Linked DNA regions of Ovis aries: region 2 is linked to region 1. Evidence: chromatin contacts called from public Hi-C data. All regions are on one chromosome and are shown on one strand. The core of a region is the stretch at or near the end of the contact, and the rest is flanking DNA. Distances in the headings are between cores, read along the strand shown. Region 1 overlaps GATAD2A (GATA zinc finger domain containing 2A). Region 2 holds the start of GATAD2A (GATA zinc finger domain containing 2A).

The links. Hi-C and Micro-C count contacts between places; a contact is called where the count stands out from the background.
Region 2: a contact with region 1 is called in a Hi-C map of liver, with 3 times the contacts expected there. The contact joins the promoter of GATAD2A here to the enhancer-like site in region 1. A contact is called at or near these places in 14 of 16 Hi-C or Micro-C datasets (blood, hypothalamus, liver and 6 more).

What each region holds. Positions count from the first base shown.
Region 1 is chr5:3,649,213-3,652,615 of ARS-UI_Ramb_v3.0, reverse strand. All of the region lies in intron 2 of GATAD2A (GATA zinc finger domain containing 2A), which reads left to right. Among named protein-coding and RNA genes, the nearest start is that of TSSK6, 21 kb to the right of the region's middle. Within about 2 kb of position 1,480, at least 14 of the 54 cell types and tissues checked have an H3K27ac peak or open chromatin away from gene starts, as enhancers often do. A contact at or near this core is called in liver and tail adipose tissue, where this site is marked.
Region 2 is chr5:3,730,948-3,734,350 of ARS-UI_Ramb_v3.0, reverse strand. It overlaps GATAD2A (GATA zinc finger domain containing 2A), which reads left to right and starts at 1,804. Exons shown (of 12, transcript XM_042249571.2): 1 at 1,804-1,967.

The DNA.
Region 1 (3,403 bases), core at 231-2,730:
CCTTGCAGTGGGTGGTGGTGAAGGTGGGGGCAGCTCAGGAGCAGCAGGAGTTTGGGGTTCAGGGGTTGGGGACTGGAGAGACCTGTGGGCTGGAAGGTGTGAATGGGCTCTAGTGGGAGGAATGCCCTGGCAGAGGGTCTGGTGGGGCCAAGACAAGTGTGTGCTTGGTGCGGGGTCTAGCAAAGCCTCCCCCACACCCCTAAACGGTTAGCAACTACCTGCCTCTCCTCACCCAGCTGGGGCCAAAAGATGGGGGCAGGAGGGAGGGTTCTGGCAGGAACTGGTGGCTGCCAGCCCTGCTTCTCTCCCCCTGCTTAGCCCCGAGGAGCAGTTTGTTGTCCTGAGGCCTCATTGGGCCCGCAGTTGTCCCCGACTTCGTGTGTGCAGGCATCTCAGGGATCTTAGAAAAACGCAGGCTTTGGTCAAACAAGTCTGGGGCAGTAATGTCCTCTGGTGAAGCCGGGTGGGCGGTGGTCTGCTCCCGCGTGCCCCTGTCCCTCCTGGCTGACCCTAAAGACAGAACTGCTGTTATCCAGGGGTTTCTCCCCGCTGCTGGACACGGCACCCACTTCTTAGGTTGGCTCCCAGCAGCTAGGAGGGAGGGAGAACATGGAGGCATGGGTGTGGGTCAAGCGCACCTTGCCCAGACATCAGGCAGGCGCGTATGGAGAACAGCAAAGGTCAGGGCTGCGCTCCCTTGGTGGAAACGGCTTCCCCTGGCACAGGCCCGTGAGACACTCGGCGTTACCCCGCACTGACCACTGCTGGGTAAGCACCTGGGATGGTGGTGCGGTGAATGGAGGGATCTGGTTGTAAGTTAAGTTTTAATCTCCAGGGAACTTGACGGAAGTTCCGGGCATGTAACAGAATTTTTGTTTGTTTAGCCTCGGCTGGCATTCAAGGGAGGGAGGTAGTGAGAACGTTTTCACGAACAGCCTGGCTTGCTTCCAGGTCACGTAAAATCTCTTCTGATCATAATAATTTATATCAGGATTCCCAAGATGGGCGGGCTAGGCTTAATGCATTTGCCCTGAAATCATAGCTTTCAAATAAATGTGGTGCCCTGGCAGCCTCCCTGGACCGAGATAATATACACGGCCACTACACTGCTTCCCTGGCATGTTGGCCTAGATGGTTTTATAATTTAGAAAACGTTTTTTTAGGAAAAGAATGCCCACGATAATTTTGAGCCTTTGTCAAATGAGTATCCTTTTCCTTGAATTAAAAGAGCTCGCTGGGAAAGTTCTGAGAAACTTGAAGTACCTTTGTGTTAAAATTGAGCTTTAGGAAAGTTTTCCTTGTTGGAGACTAGTGGGGGCTGGTGGCGCTTCTGCGTTCGGAAGAGGCGACCCAGGTCCCTGTAACAAGCGAGCAGTCCCCTGTGGGCCAGGGCCACTCAGGAAGTGCCTGCAGCCCTGCAGCCCCAGGGCGAGCTGGCGCCTCCATTTCCTGACAGCACCTGAACCCTACCTCACTTCTCAAAATGAAGGCTGCATGTCACAAACTGGTTAGAACTGGCTGTTGCCATGGTTTTCACGTTGGAAGGCACAGTTAAAGGGTCACATGACCAAAGAGGGAAATGCCTTTGTCACATGACTTTTTGGTGGCCTGATTAGCATACAGGAAGTTCACTCCCTGCTGGCTGCTGGGATGCTGAGTGATCACTGATGGGAGGTGATGTCATCTCTTGGACGAGTTATTGATTAGTCTCGGTCCAAGATGGGACCTAGGAGAGCTCTGGTCGCAGTGGTCATCTTAGGCAGCTTCAGCTCCATGTGGTCCAGCCCCTAACCCTGCCCTCTTCCCTCAGGCAGATTTGAGCTGTATTAGGCATCTCACCTTGGAGATGGGCACATGCTCCACGAGATGGTAAAAAGTGATAAATCCCTGTAGGTTACCGTTGGCCCCGTTCGCTCTTGCTCAGGAAGCACCGGCAGTCTGTAACTCTAGACTTGGTTCTGCCGAGGCTGCTGCTCTGCTGTGTGGCCGCCTGGGAGCCTGCCTGGGCTGCAACCAGCGGCTGCAGCTCCCGTGCCAGAGCCTTGTGTCTGCTCAGTGCCTGTGCGCATGCCCACAGAACCTGGGTTGGAGCCCCGGGGTCATCTTTGATGTGTATCTTGGGCAGAGTTGGCAGCCAGCAGGGAGACACAGACTTGAAAGAGTTCCTGAACTGCATTGGTTTTTGGTTTGTTGAGGCCCTAGTGAGACATCTTGGGTTATTTTATAGACAGCCAGCCAATTCCTGGACTTGAAAATGTGGGCTGCTAACCCCAATGAGGGAGTTCTGTACCTTGAAATGGGCGCCTCCTGATCGCTCGTGGAAGCCCACCCAGCAGCTGTACCTGTGGTGGTTCCATCGCATCAGGGCTGCGCTTGCTGCAGTGCAGCGGCTGTGCTGCTCTGAGAGCTGAGATGAGGGTGGGCCAAGGGAGAGCGCTGCGGGTTGAGGGGTTGGGGGAGTCAGTGAACCCGGTGTGTGGTCCTCTGTGCACCCCCCTTCCCTGAAGGCATAGCTCGCTCTGGGAGTGGAAAGGGCAGTTCGGTGGGCTGTTAAAATACCGGTTTCCCATCCCTAACTCTGCTTCCCCACTCAGCTGGAAGGAATGGGACAACTTTGAGTTGTTGTTACTGCTCCCAGTTAACTTAGCCGAGTTTGTTCTCTGGGTCATAGTGCCACCTAGCGGGCGAATTCAGCCCTTGGCTGGCTTTCCTGCTGATTGCATTCTTTCAACACAGATGCAGAGGCTAGATCTTAAGGGAGAGTTTACATTATGTCCTCAGCAAACAGAGCTGCTTGGCTTGGCGCTAAGCACTGTCTCTGAGACCCGTTGGTCCTTATATATGTGGTCAGCAATGCCATTAGCGGAAGCCTAGCACTTCATGGGAAATAGATGGGGAAACAGTGTCAGACTTTATTTTTTTGAGCTCCAAAATCACTGCAGATGGTGACTGCAGCCATGAAATTAAAAGACGCTTGCTCATTGGAAGGGAAGTTATGACCAATCTAGACAGCATATTGAAAAGCAGAGACATTACTTTGCCAACAAAGGTCCATCTAGTCAAGGCTATGGTTTTTCCAGTAGTCATGTATGGATGTGAGAGTTGCACTGTGAAGAAAGCTGAGCGCCAAAGAATTGATGCTTTTGAACTGTGGTGTTGGAGAAGACTCTTGAGAGTCCCTTGGACTGCAAGGAGATCCAACCAGTCCATTCTAAAGGAGATCAGTCCTGAGTGTTCTTTGGAAGGAATGATGCTAAAGCTGAAACTCCAGTACTTAGGCCACCTCATGCGAAGGGTTGACTCATTGGAAAAGACTCTGATGCTGGGAGGGATTGAGGGCAGGAGAAGGGGACGACAGAGGATGAGATGGCTGGATGGCATCACTGACTCGATGGACGTGAAT
Region 2 (3,403 bases), core at 555-3,054, 81 kb before region 1:
CATATTTCTGTGTATAGGTTGGTGGGGGTGGAGTGGGAGTGATAACAGGTTGCCATATTGAATCCTGAGTGTTGTGGATCTTTCTCATGCCTGCCTTCTTCACCCCTTCAATTCAATGATGTCTGGTTGCATGCAAAGGGTATAACTGGGCTCTTTGGGGATAAATCAGGGGAGGAGTTCAGAAGGGCTGAGGGAAGACAGAGGTGAAAGCCTCAGACACCTGGTAGGCCATGGTGATGCTACAGCAGAGTTTAGTTACTGCTTAGTTTTGTCTGGGGACAGGTGAGAAAAAAAGGACTGCTTCTTGGAAGGGCCCCACTCAGTAGAGCAGAAAAGTGGAACTGAAGAGCCCCATAGGGGACAGAATTAGGAAGCACCACAGATTCGACCCTTGAGAAAGAATTGATAGCTGCTTGGAAAAATTCTCATAAAAAAAGAAAAAAAAGGAAGGAGAGCTAAATAGATAACTCTTCTAGGGCAGAGGAGTCAAATGGTTGCAGTTCTTAGGAAAAGAGGAACTCTTTCTCCAACACTCAAACACTGCTTAGAAAAAACGCAGGGAGCACAGCTCTTCGGCAATTATTTAGTAAAAAGGATGAGGGGCCATCAGTTTCCTGCAATTTCTCTCTGGAGAGAGGAAGGGTGCTTTAAGTTCCAAGTTTCTTCTCTGGTGGAAGGAAGGACTTGCAAGTTGTGAATTTCCCGTTATCTTCAGAAATGAAGGCCAAGGACATGCAACACCCACTGCCCCTCACACCAGGGAGGAAGGCCAGTGGCCACCACTAGGGCTCAGAAAAGAGGCAGGGTATGTTCGCTAAATATTCTGCAGGAAAGGCAATGGGCCCCCCAATTCTCCTTAGTAAAGGGGGCAGGGGCCCGAATCCCTACACGTTTTCTTATAACAAAATCATTCTTATTCTCAGAAAAGCGGGCAAGGCAAGAATCGCTAAAACTCTTCTCAGAAGAGGGGCCAGGGGCAAGATTCCTCAAAGTTCTCCTCAGAAGAGGGTCGAACCCGTGACTCTAGTCAGAAGAGAGCCCAGGTCAACGAATCCCCTGGGGAACAAGAGCTGGCCACAGTTCGCCCAGAGTCCTTAGAGCGCGCCTCATGCGGCCCCGCCCACTGCCCGGCGTAACCGCTCCACGCCCGCCCGGCCTAAGCCGCCTCCGGTGCATTGTGGGTGGGGCGCCCCTGCTGAGCACTGCGGGGAACCCCCTGCCCAGACAGTTGTCGGCCGCTGGTAGCCGGGCAGAACCCCCCGCCAGTGTCCGAGCAGCCGACCACGGATTGACTCGTCCTCACGCCCCGCCCCTCGCGGTGTTCCTGCCCCGAAGCTAAAGCCCCGCCCCCGAAGCGCCCTGACTGGACCTGAGGTCCGCTCCACTCTCCCATTGGCACATCGCATGTCATTCATCTTGTCCCGCCTCCTCGGGCCCGCCCAAGCCCCCGGCGCGATCCCGAGGGCCAGCCGGCCCGTATGCTCATTGGCCGCCGAATGCTGTCCGTCACGAGACTGGCCACGCCCCCGCCGGGGCGCGGATCCCGGGAACCCTGGCCGGACCTCATTGGCCTGCGGCGCCGCCACTCGGTGAGACGTGCCTCAACCCGGAAGTGTGAGAGGCGAAATCTGCCTAGCAACCGGGGAAGCCGGGCTGCGAAGCGGGCAATTTCAGTGTGAGACGGAGCGGCGAGACCAAGCGGCGGCTTCGAGCGCTGCGCGGCGGCTCCTCCCGCCCGGGGTCAGCGCCCCGGCGCGCGCACGCGCACCCCCGCTGCCCGAACGCGCTCCGCGCCGCCCGCGCAGTCAGTCGGTCGATCGTCCGTCGTCCTGTCGCCGCCGCGGTCGCCGCCGCGGGCGCCACCCGAGGGAGCTGCCGCCGCGAGACCCAAGCGGACGGGATCCGACTTTGCCACCCCAGGCCGTCTGGGGCCCAGCAGCCGCCCGCAGAGGCGCCGAGCAACTTCGGTGAGTGAGGGGCGGACGCCGCTGGTGGCGGGTCGCCGGCTTCCGGTGCCCCGGGCTTCTCTGGGGCTTCCGCTTCTCCGAGGGGGCCGCTTCCATGCGTGGACCCTCTTGTCGCGGAACCTGCTTCTCTAAGGGACCCTGCCTCTCTGAGGGGGACCTCCCTTCCCTGAGGGTGCCCCATCTCTTTGAGGGACCTCCTGCTTCGTTAAGGGGCCCGTTTTCTGAGGGCCCCGCGTCTCTGAGACACCTCCTCTGAACTTCTCTAAGGGGACCCCTGCTTCCCCGAGGGGTTGCTTTTTATGTGGGACCGCCTCGCTTTCTGGGACCGACCCCCATCTTCACTGAAGGACCGCCACTTCTCTGAGGAGATAGCCCTGTTTCTAGGGGACCCTCCCCCTCAGTTCTCTGGGGGACCCCCACCTCTGTAAGGAGATCCCTGCTTCTCTGAGCTGTTGTCCCACTGTGTACCCTGTTCCTTTTTTGCCCTTGCTTTTTTGAGGCGTCCCCTACTCTTCATGGGTTCCCCTTCCCCCCTACCTTTCCGCGTTGCTCTCCCTGCTTCTCTGTCCCACTTCTCTGGGTGGCCTCCTCCTTTCCCCATGTGGCCCTCCTCAACTAATCTGAGGTGTTCCTACTTCTGTCAGAATCCTTCTTGGAGGTGTTCCCCACTTTTTTGAGTTGTCCCCACTTTTGATGGGACCCCTAACTTTTTGATGAGTACCTCCATTTTCTTGAGGGGGCCCACTACTCCAAAGTGCTCATATTAATGACTGGACCCTTATTTGTCTGAAGAAATGTTCCCCACTTTTCCAAAACAGTTTCCATTTTGTGGGGGACTCCTGCTGATCTATGGGTGCCGCAGGGTTTGGAGGGGTCCCTGGCTTCTCCAGAGGTTCTCTTCCTAAAATGAAATGTCCCACTTTATTAGGCTCCTCACATCCCTGAAGTGTGCCTCCACTCTTTCAAGAAACCCCCTCTCGGATTGAAGAGGGAATGAGTTTCTTCACTTCTCTGAAGGGTCCCCCTCCATTCCCAGGGGTTCTCCTTCCACTTGCCTGAGGACATTTCCCCTTTCCTAAGGTTTCCCTCCTGATTCTCTAATGCAAAAACTCTTTGCATTAAAACTCACTTTTCCTTTGAGACCCCGACTTCAGACCCCTGTTTCTGTTTTTGGTACTAAACTTCTCTCTGTTCTGGAAGGAGAGATCAGAAATATGCCCCTCCCACCTTCAGTCTTCTTTCTGGCCAGATTAGGGGTATTCTCTGAATTTTTACCTCAGCTTCAGGGGACCTGGAGGAATTTGTGGCTGGAAGGGAAATTGGGAGACAGGCAAAAAACAAAACGCTGTTTTCTCTTATCCTTTAAGGCCTGCTAGATTTTGGGGAGCAAGAGCTGTTGTCAGATGACAACTGTGGTTACTCCATGTTTGAGTCAT